Linked DNA regions of Mus musculus: all the other regions are linked to region 3. The links are chromatin contacts, called in public promoter capture Hi-C maps. All regions are on one chromosome and are shown on one strand. Each heading gives the region's core, a stretch centred on a gene start, on an enhancer-like site or on the middle of the called end of the contact. The rest is flanking DNA. Distances are from core to core; before and after follow the strand shown.

Region 1 (3,338 bases), core at 327-2,826, 2.4 Mb before region 3:
AAGATGAGGCTTTCCGCAGAAACAGAAAGCCAGGAGAAACTGAAGCTCAGGAGCTGAGCGCACAGGGACGATCCTGCAGCCTCGGGTGGAATCTGGCAAAAACCAAGCCATTTCTGTGACCGAGGTGAGGTTGATGCATTGGCCATTCCTGTTCGAACATCTCTGCCAAACATCTCTGCTGCTCTGTACAGCCAGAGTCCAGTGTTGCCTTAGAGTATGATAGACATTATCATAAAATTTTATTGAGAATACATGTATGAGAGAGAAGACAGATCATACAGTATTAAATAGAAGAGACGGTGACATTTCAACTCAGCAAAGACCTGCAGGAGACAAGGAAACAGTCATAGAAGTACCGGGGAAAGGAGAGCTAGAGTGCACTTGGTGTGTTTGCGGGGCGTGAAAGAGGCCAGAGTGTCTGAAGCAAAGTGACGGAGGGGGAAGGGTGGAAGACAAGGCTAAGAGGCCAGATGGAGTGGGATCCTCACGGGGAAGGCAGGAGATGCTGAACAAAGAACTAATGACCTGGTTTGGCTCTGCTGGGACAAGAGCACAGTAATGTTCAGGGACTTGGGAGAGAATGCCACTGTTGATGATGGGAGGGGTTGGTGTTCTAGGTGAGATACAGAGATCCAGGTAGAATAGAGGCCAACTACACAGACAGGGAGTCCCCTCTGTCTCATGGAAGGCAGTCCCACTGCCAGTAGGCAGATGGCCAGACAACACTGACCTCTGTACGCTAGGTTCATGTGTATGTGGTTTAGCAGCCTCTGGGGAGACAGTATTTAGGGGGAGGAGCAATGACGAGAGGAAGGGCGTGAGCAGGGCAAAGTGGGTTGCTCAGAGTAGCATGAAGGGTTCTTTTCTCCGCTAGACTTGAAAACACAGGAGAGGGGACCTGGTAATTCAGGTCTGTGACTTAAGCTTTGGGCAGAATCAGTCCTTGCGCCATAGGGTTCAACCCCAGCTCTGCACCTTCTTAGGTAGGCTCCTTTGCCAGGTCACATCTCTGTCATTGTCAGCCTCATTGATGTGCTGGTAAATGTGTAGAAACAGGTTCTCTAAAAAGGGACAGAGGAGGGGCCCCACGATGCCTGGGGGTTGTGCATCTCCACAGTATAAACACTCTACCCGGCTGAGGCCAAGTCACCTAAGAGATGTGAAGCTCAGAGCTTAGTACCTTGTTCAGTCATAGGCGTTTCCACCATTCAGATAAAAGGAGTTTACCTTAAGCACACTGATAATGTCTTGATGTAAGAAAGTAATTAGGAAGCGATGACTTCTGAGAATTTATCAGCTTCTTTCAGTACAGATCACTCAGTTGTAAGTTTATTATGATTTAGTTCTAACAATGGCTGTGTCTAACAATCGGCTCACACAATTCCTAAAAATTTAACAATCGACTCTCATGAGCCACTCTAAGCCAGCTCCCCACGCCAACTTCCTCATCTGTAAAATGAAGATAAAAATAGCTGCTGCTCTGGTGGCTTGAGTATTGGATGAGACAGTGTGGGGGAAGGTGCTTCATGCCCTGCCCTCCGAGGCGCAGGCTGGGTCAACAAGGCTCGTGTTTACATTAGCCAGGGCCAGTATTATTTCCTTACATCTACAGAAAGAATGCTTTCTTGTCAGCTCTGCCTCCTAAGACCTGCCCAAGATCAGATCAGGATGTGGACGAGGAAAAGCTTAGTCTCAAAGGGCTTACACATGTTTAGAGGGGAAGAGGAACAACTGCCTTCTGTATGCCAGTCTGAACTGGGTGGGGAGTGGGCAGAGACAATCTGAGTAGGCAGTGCCTCTTGTCTAGCCAAAGTGCAGGTCCTACCATGAATTGCACAGCTTGATGTACTTAAAGCCTGTGAATCAGTAAGGGTCACCAAATCCTGCTAATGTCAAAGTGGGTAATGAAACGTGCCTAGGAGTTCACCATGATGACAACACATGCACACACACACACACACACACACACACACACACACCACTCTCTCGCTCCCCCTCACACTATCTCTCACACACAGTCACACACACGCACACATGCACACATACTCTCACACACACGCACACACACTCTCACACACACACATTATCTCTCATACACAGTCACACACATGCACACATGCACACATACTCTCTCACACAACACACGAACACACACATACTCTCTCACACACACATACTCTCTCACATACATACTCACACACACATGCACACACACATACTCTCTCACACACTCACACACACATACTCTCACACACACACATACTCTCTCACACACATTCTCTCACACACACACACTATCTCTTACACACAGTCACACATACTCTCACACACACACGCACACACACTCTCTCTCTCACACACACACACACAAGCACACACACATACTCTCACACACACTGACACACACACACACACACACACAGAGGCACGCACACACTGTCACAGGCACGCGCACACTGTCACATTCACACACACATTATATAAATTTCAAGTCTTCTAATCATATTGTACGATGGTTAATGAAGCACGATGCTTATTGTTAATAACGCCTGCAGTTGTCACTGATGGATCAGTTATGACAGACCAGGCCCTGGACACACACTTGGCACATGCATTCATCATTTCTGTCGATTCTCTCTCTAACTTCATCTTACAGAGAAGATGACCCAGCTGAAAGAAGTGATGTCACAGGGCAACTGTATGTCTGAGTCAAAATTAAACTGTAGTTTAGCTGACTCTGAAGCCCTCGCTTTAAATCATATCACTTGATGCTAGACTGGGAAGAGGATGGTCCCCACAGACGCCCCTGACGTCAGAGAATATTCATGCTATACTGGGAACAGCAGGAGATGGGTCAGGCTGCAGCGTGAGAAGGCCACAGGGGGACACACGTCCCTAGAGACCAGGACTGGGCTTACATTCTGAGGCCTAGCATGTCCCATCCCACCCCTGTGAAGGGAGTGCTTTCAAAAGCCCTCACTGAGTGACTGAAGGAACCTGAGGCAGGCACCTGGACCTTGGCCACATGGCACCATTTTCAGCAGGGCCGTCTGGCTCTCCCACTCTGGCTTTTTGCTCCTGCAGTGGGTAGGATCACTGCAGCTAGGTAGGCTCCCAGAACAGCAGTGCACGTGTTTCCACCTGCCAGTCAGGCCTGCCGTGCTCCCAAGCTCCTCCATTCCATCAGAAAACTTGAGCCCTACTTTTCTGTACCCACATTACAGCTGGAGCCACTGAGGCCCCAGCGAGTAGAGAGACTCATCCTAGATGACTTAGCCAGCTTGCCAGTCTTATGACTTCCTTTAAGAACAAAGGAATTCAGGGTCAGGAATGTGCCA
Region 2 (3,271 bases), core at 448-2,947, 2.4 Mb before region 3:
TCAGGGCTCTCTTTTCCCAATCATCCCTGAGTTTTCTTTAGTGAGGCACAAAATATCCAAATCATCTCTCTTCCCCTTTCCTCTCCCCTCTTTCATATTAGGTTGTGGGATAGAATGTTGGGTCCCCCCCACCACACACACACACAACTGCACTCCTCCACCGGGAGCCCCGGAGACCAGCCTAACCAGTGTTTCTTTTCAAAGCTACATTATCCTCAGGCAGGGCCAGCTCTAGGACAGGTCCCTACGTCTTGACCCCTGTGAAGACAGGGAGAGACGCCAGCAGAATAGAATCCCAGAGTCACATCCACACTAAGAGGCCCAGGGATCAATCAATTCACAAACGGAAACAGACCTAAACACAAGCTGAAACTGGCCCAAGGTCACACACACATTAAGCACATTCAGGATAGAAACCCAGTTGTATCCATTTCAGTCTCAAACCTGGGGTTGAGTCGCAGAGATGCTCAAGGAGCATGAGGCTGCCTCTCTTTAGACCAACCCCCCCAGCCCCCGCCCCCAGGCCTATGCCCTGCTCCAGGCTCCAAGCGCCATGGAGCAGAAGGAGGCGTCTCCAGGCCTCAAGCCAGGGCCAGCTGCAAACCGCATCCTGGGTCCCCAGGCGGCACGGACCCGCCCCGCCCCTCCCTCGGCTCCCCGCAGGCCCGAGCCTTTGTCAGCCACGCGCTTACAAGCTCACACACACATATCCGCGCTGCCACGCGCGCGCACACTCCGGCTGCCTGGCGCACACCCGCAAGAGGCGCACACACTGGCCGCACGCATGCAGGGGGGTGGCTGAGACCGAGGAAAGAAGGAACAGACGGGCCGTGCAAGCACAGACGGCCTGGACTAAGGGAAAAGGAGGAGAGGCCGGGGAACCTGCGGCTGTGGAGGAAGGGGGCGCACAGGCGATAAGGCAAGAGAGACGCAGAGGAGACTCTGGGAGGACAACGGATGAGCCGTCAAGGGCTTGGCGAAGGCTCACAAGCTGCTCCAGGGGTGGAAACTCCACCAATCCCTAACACGGGGAGCGTGGGGTGCTTTGGATTGGACCCATGGAACGCCAAAGCATCGCTTGAACAGAGGGTCCTTAGGGACTCTCCAGAGGGCTTGGATCTAGGGAGCTGGCAACCAAAAGCTCCCTAGGGCATCTGGGATGGAAGGGCCCTGGTCCTCGGGCTAGATGGGGCATTTGCTCACCTGCCACAGTGTACCTGTCCAGGTAGTTGAGCACGTTGCCTAAACTCAGGATGGCAGCAGCTGCCCCCCGCCCTCGGCCTAAGCTGGCCGGTTTGGGCTGCGGCGCGCTGGGGCCCTTGGCAGCTGCTGCGCAGCCAGGGGTGCTGGGGATGCTGGGGAGTCCGGACGGGACCCGCCTCACGCTGCCGGACAACGTCTGCACCTCTTCGTCGGCGGACACGACTCCAGCGCCCCCAACACCCCGCGCCCCGCAGCAAGCGCTACCTCCAGCCCCTGGCTGCGCCCCCCGGCGCCGGCGCCGCCGCTCGGCGTCCGCCTCCTCCTCCTCCGCGCCGCCCGCCGCCGCCGAGGCGCATTCCAGGCACATCATGCCGGCCCGGGCCGGGGCGGCGGGGGGCGCGGGGGGCTCGGGGGACGCGAGGCCCAGCCCGGGCCCGCTCAGTGCGTGCGCGCGCCGCGGAGCCGCCGCTGCACCATCCCGGCCCGGCCCGTCCGCTTCTGCGCTCGGGCTCCAGCCCTGGCTGCGCCGCTGCTACTGTTCAGTCAGTGAGACGCGCGGCCCCGGCGGCTCTGACAGCTGCGGCCGGCCCCGCCCACCAAGCTCGTGTGCCCAATCACCTCCGGGCTCAAGCCACAGCCCCGCCCCGCACGTGCTGCCCCGGGGGGTGCGGGGGCGCCTGGCCGCACAGCCCCACCCGCCTGACGGGGGCGCAAGTCACGCAGTAGCGCTGCGGCCACGGAACCCTCGGGGATCAGGAAGCGATTGCGGGGAGCTGCAGCACCGATTAGGATTTAGGTGAGGGAAGAAGGGTACCCCAGACCCTACTCAACTTCCACCCTGCCCCTGCGATGGGAGAGGACCCCTGGCTGAGGCCGAGGAAGGCCCATGGCTTAAGCTACGCATTAAAAAAAAAAAGTCTCAGATGGTCAAAACTGGGGAACCTGTTGTAGAGCTGACTCCAACAGTTACTCACCTTAATTCAGTCTGTTTAGGCAGCGCTGCCTAAGAAACATGATTGGTGGACCCAGGACACAGACCTCATGAAGGTCCATTGCTCTCCTCTATAGAGAAGCACCTCCATGCTATGACCTGGGCTCACTCTGACCATATCTCTACCCCCCATAGAGTGGAGCTTGTGAGAACCAGGGCTCGGATTAGAGCCCAAAAGAACCAGGAGGGCCTCCTCAATGCCAGGCAGGGTGTCCTACACCTGTAACCCCAGCGTTTGGGAGGCTGAGTCAGGAGAGATCCAATCTCAGACAAACGAGAAGGAGAGGGGATGGAGCAGAAAAAGCCTTTGAGGGGGGTACCATCTCCCCAAAACCCTTAGTGAAAGTTGGAAAGCTGGATCCTAGCCTATATCTGCTCTTGCGTGTGGCTTAACATTGGACGAAACCTCTATCTTTCTGGGTCTTTGTTTCTATTGGGGGAATATAGTCCAGGTAGTTGAGCACGTTGGGGGGGGGGGGGTTGTCAGTTCTGGAGAATGGCTAGGTAGCTTCTGTGTAAAGAACAGTCTTCTCTTGTAAGTCCATCATTTGGGAGGCAGAGGCAGGTGAAACTCCGAGGTTCCAGGCCAGCGAGTCCAGGCCAACACGTCTCTAAATAAATAAATATGTAAAAGGAAAGAAAGAAGTTAAAACCCAGTATAGCATGTTCTCCCTAGTATGTGCCAAACCCTTGGTTCAAATGAGAGAGTCAGGGGAGACTTAATTCAGCCCCTCAGATATCCAGTGGTTTCTGTCTGTTTCACAGACAGACTTCAGGTCACCAAGGTGACCCGTCATAAACAGACAACTAGTCAATGGTCTGGTTGGTACGAAGCCAGGGCCCTGAAATCATCTTGCTAGTGCAGGCTGCTCCAGAGCCCACGTCCACAACAGGAACATCTTGTGAAGGTGTCAACCACAGTGAGTCATGGCATAGCCAACGGATGACAAAGCATAAGGCACTCAAGCACACACACACACACATACACACACACACACACACACACACACACACACACACACACACACACACGAACACACACACACACTCCACTGTCTTAGTGAGCAGAGTTAATCC
Region 3 (3,621 bases), core at 654-3,153:
TTGCACTCCAAGCTGTTAAAAGCTTCCTCGATTACTTCCCAGGGAGTCTTTGCAGGAACCCACAGCTAAGGATCAACAGGATGTATCTGAAGCAGCTGGAGAGGTGGGGAGGACCTACTTATGATTTTAGGATTAGTCCAGAGGTCCTCTGTGAGGAGAGTCTTGCCTCTAGTTCTCAACTGTCTCTTATAGCATTTTCTGTAAACCAAGCACTAAAAGGGGAGCTAGGTGGAGTTCAGAGCAGGTCAGCCTTTGCCAGGCAGATACATCATTGCAGCACAAATTCAGTTTTCCAAGGAACCATTCTTGAAACAGAGTCTTTGAATAGTGGGAAGAAAATCATGTTCTCAAAAGTATTTCCTTACATACCCAATCAATGATCAAATCTGGGTCTTAAATAACGTTAACAACATGCCCATAGTTCCTATTCGCCTGGCCTAAGAAACCCTCACTTGGCCACTTCACAGCAAAAGCACAGTGAAGCTGTTCATGCAAGCTGGAAAGGTGATGTCAAGAAGGAAGGGAACAGTTAGGGCACACGAGCCAGGTCAGGGTTAATGCAGAGAGTCCAGAGTCTTCTCAAACCACCGTCAAACTCCAAGGGTGCATGAAAAAATATGATACATTTATGTATGTGAGAGAAACAGTATTATCCTATTTTAAAAAGAAACTAGGAAACCAAGACTTGAGTTTAAGTAACTTTACTCAAGTTCACAAGTAAAGCTCAAGTAAGTCTGGACAACTCAAGACTATCTCACCAAACCTCAGTTTCCAGGATCAGCAGCTATATTTATTAGAGTGCCTACCAGTGTGCCAGGCTCTGGAAACAAAACAGTGAACAAGCAGACAGGTTTTTTGTTTTGTTTTGTTTTGTTTTTGCCTTCCATAGTTCACACCTGGTAGACCCAGCTAGAGAGGCAGGCTGAGGAGGGAGGCCTCACTCATCTCATCTACACTGCAGGCTCTTTCACAAGCTGGTGAGTCATTCGTATGAGCAGCCCCCCCCTCCCAACCCCCGAAATTGAAATGAGCTTCTAAGCAGCGTCAAGGTAAAGGGAATTAGTGGAGAGAAACTCTTGTTTCTGAAGGATTTCCCTCAAAAGGGCAAAAATAATCTGAGTCTTAAAAACCATTCTTAAAAATACCCGAGTTCCTGGGTAAGGAGGTGGGCGTGGAGGGAGAAACGGTGAGGTGTGCAGCGAACCCTCTGCTAGCCACGACTCACTTGCCAGGGGAACACAAGAGGGCGGTGTGTTGGACACCCGAGGGCGAAGCCCCTGGAACTGTGGCTCGCAGCCTCCAGGAGGCCCGTGGGGACCCCGCCCCCTCCCCGGGCAGTACCCGCAATGAATGGGCAACTCGGGTTCTCCAGCAATCGCCGCCACCCCTCCCCCGATCGCGGTCTCCCCGCGCTGCTGCCGTCACTGGGCGGGGAACGGGAGCACCGTGGAGCAAACAAGCCCCAGGGCGCAAGCCTGACCCTGGCCGAGGGCGCTGCCCGGGACATGCAGAGAGGGGCGTGGGGCGCGGCCCGCCCAGGACCCCGCCCCCGCCTGGCACGGTGGGCTGGCAGCCGCGCGCGTGGGTGCCTCCACCTCTCTGCTCCCGAGCCAGCGCGGGAGGGGTGCGAGCCCCTTGAGACCTTGCCCCGGACCGTACCTCCTTCTTCACGTTCCACAGCAGCTTTTCTTTGACCGCGTCCTCTGCGCTGCCCATGGTGCGGCAGGTGGCGGGCAGGTGGCACCGAGTGGCCCCCCGAGCCCCCGGTGCGCCCTCACCGCCTCCGCGCCTCCCGACTCAGCGCCCCACACGCGAGGCGGAGTCCCCGCCCGCTGCGCTCCCCGCCTGCAGCCGCCGCAGCCACTGCCCGGTGCTCAGCTCCGCAGCCATCTTCCGAGCCCCGCAGACGTCAGGCAGCAGGCCCGGCCCCTTCCCACTGCCGGCAGGGAGGGGGTGTGTGCGCCGCAACTGGGGAGGTGGGGGGGGGGGTCAAGGGCGGGTGCGGACGCCTGGGGGCGTCGGGGCCGGGCGCGCGCCGCAGGGACGGTTGTCATGGCGACTGGCCGGCTCCCGCCCCGAGGGCGCGAACCCGCATTGTGAGCGCTGGGAAGTCAGCCGCTCCGGCCTGCGCCGCGCAGCGGGCGGACTTTGGGAATGTGCTTGTGTCTGGGCAAACCTCAACCACCGTGACCGCTCCCGACTTCTGGCCCCTGGGAGAGGAGCTATACGGAGCCAGGGTCTCGGCTCTGCGTCACTGTGGTTCGAACCTGGTCCTGTCACTCCTCCGGATCCTGTGGAGTGTTCATATATTACTTGCAGCTCAGTCGCAAAGCTTGCAGGAGGAAAGCAAGGACCCGACTGTGAGCTCCTAAGAACAGGTGCCCGAGCGCAAGGGGAAGTCTTCGCCCTCCTCCGGGTCGCCGACATCCGCTTTGGTTCATCTTGCAGATTTGTGGGAAGAGGGGGGCGCGAGTTGGAATAAGAGACATTCCAGAGCCGGTGACACGAGCCCCTTCTAAGTGCTTCGCGTTGGAAATTAGAGTAATAGAGGAAAGGAAAGGCCACTCAGGTACAAATGTCACCCCTTTGTACAGTTCACTGGGACCGCAGAGAGCGGCGTGCAATAGTCTACGTGAAAAGACTTTTATTTCTTCCCACGTGATGCAACTGAAGCGTGCAAAAATGGAAAGATGGGCGCAAAATTGACCTCCTAATCCAGAGCCGGAGCCGGGAGACTCCTGCCGGCATCCTCCATCTCTCAGCAGAGGACTGCAGCGTGGGAAAAGGCACCACGACGTCTCTGCGGACACTCAGGGCGCTGCGCTTGCAGGCTGGCGGCAAAAAACCTCGCGAGAGGTCGCGGAAGTGCTAAGCCTGAAGTCCGTCCCCAGGGCCGGAAACGCTCGGGTCCGCCCGGAAGTAGAGTTCACTTGGTGCACACGTGGACTGCAGAATGGCGGCTCACCGCTCCGGGCCGCTGAAGCAGCAGAATAAAGCTCATAAAGGCGGGCGGCATCACGGCGGTGGGTCCGCACAACGGGACAGCAAAGGTGAGTAGACAGGAGGGAGAGGGGCTGCTTAGCCGGTACCCGTGCCCACACCGAGACTAGACTTGGGACCCTTGCCCAAGGCTCTTAAGCGGCGCAGGAAGGTTCTTGTTGGTTGATTTGACTGAGAGGAGAAGAGCAGCCACTTCCGATCTGCCTTCCAGGCCGGGTAGGACCGAAAATCCTCTGCAAGAAGCTGAAGAGGCAGCTCAGCCGAATAGACCAGAGGCATCGCGCCAGCCAGCTCCGAAAGCAAAAGAGGGAGTCGGTGAGTAGAAGCGGGGGTGGGGAAGCTTATGGTTTGAGATTGGTAAAGTCTCAAACTAGAAAATGGGACACGGAAATGGGCCGAAAACGGAGGTAAACCCAGAGTACCTTCAGGCAGTGTTCATTTTAGAACGAGGCCCTGCCAAACTCCTTGACAGCACATCCATACACGTGGCTTTTTACGAGAGAATGCTTGGTCCTTCCTCATCTTTATTTATACGGGCTTGCTCTTTTGCAAATCATGATTATTTTAAACAAAGGGTCTCACTGTGTAGCCCAGGCTGGCCTAGAACTCAGATCCTCCTAC

The links. Promoter capture Hi-C pulls out the DNA fragments that hold promoters and counts their contacts.
Region 1: a promoter capture Hi-C map of liver shows a contact between it and region 3, with 3 times the contacts expected there. The contact joins the enhancer-like site here to the promoter of Sgsm2 in region 3. A contact is called at or near these places in 6 of 39 promoter capture datasets (cranial neural crest, embryonic stem cells, frontonasal cranial neural crest and 3 more).
Region 2: a promoter capture Hi-C map of pre-B cells shows a contact between it and region 3, with 4 times the contacts expected there. The contact joins the promoter of Spns2 here to the promoter of Sgsm2 in region 3. A contact is called at or near these places in 5 of 39 promoter capture datasets (cranial neural crest, hippocampal neurons, liver and 2 more) and 1 of 115 datasets of contacts at active chromatin or transcription factors (embryonic stem cells).

Annotation. Positions count from the first base shown.
Region 1 is chr11:72,465,710-72,469,047 of GRCm38.p6, forward strand. The region is part of intron 2 of Spns2 (spinster homolog 2); the gene reads right to left. Among named protein-coding and RNA genes, the nearest start is that of Gm40194, 10 kb to the left of the region's middle. Within about 2 kb of position 1,577, at least 162 of the 459 cell types and tissues checked have an H3K27ac peak or open chromatin away from gene starts, as enhancers often do. A contact at or near this core is called in liver, where this site is marked.
Region 2 is chr11:72,488,223-72,491,493 of GRCm38.p6, forward strand. It overlaps Spns2 (spinster homolog 2), which reads right to left and starts at 1,698. Exons shown (of 13, transcript NM_153060.3): 1 at 1,204-1,698. The coding sequence starts at 1,573.
Region 3 is chr11:74,895,166-74,898,786 of GRCm38.p6, forward strand. It overlaps Sgsm2 (small G protein signaling modulator 2), which reads right to left and starts at 1,904. Exons shown (of 23, transcript NM_197943.3): 1 at 1,660-1,904. The coding sequence starts at 1,716. Tsr1 (TSR1 20S rRNA accumulation) reads left to right here and starts at 2,915. Exons shown (of 15, transcript NM_177325.3): 1 at 2,915-3,050; 2 at 3,212-3,315. The coding sequence starts at 2,954.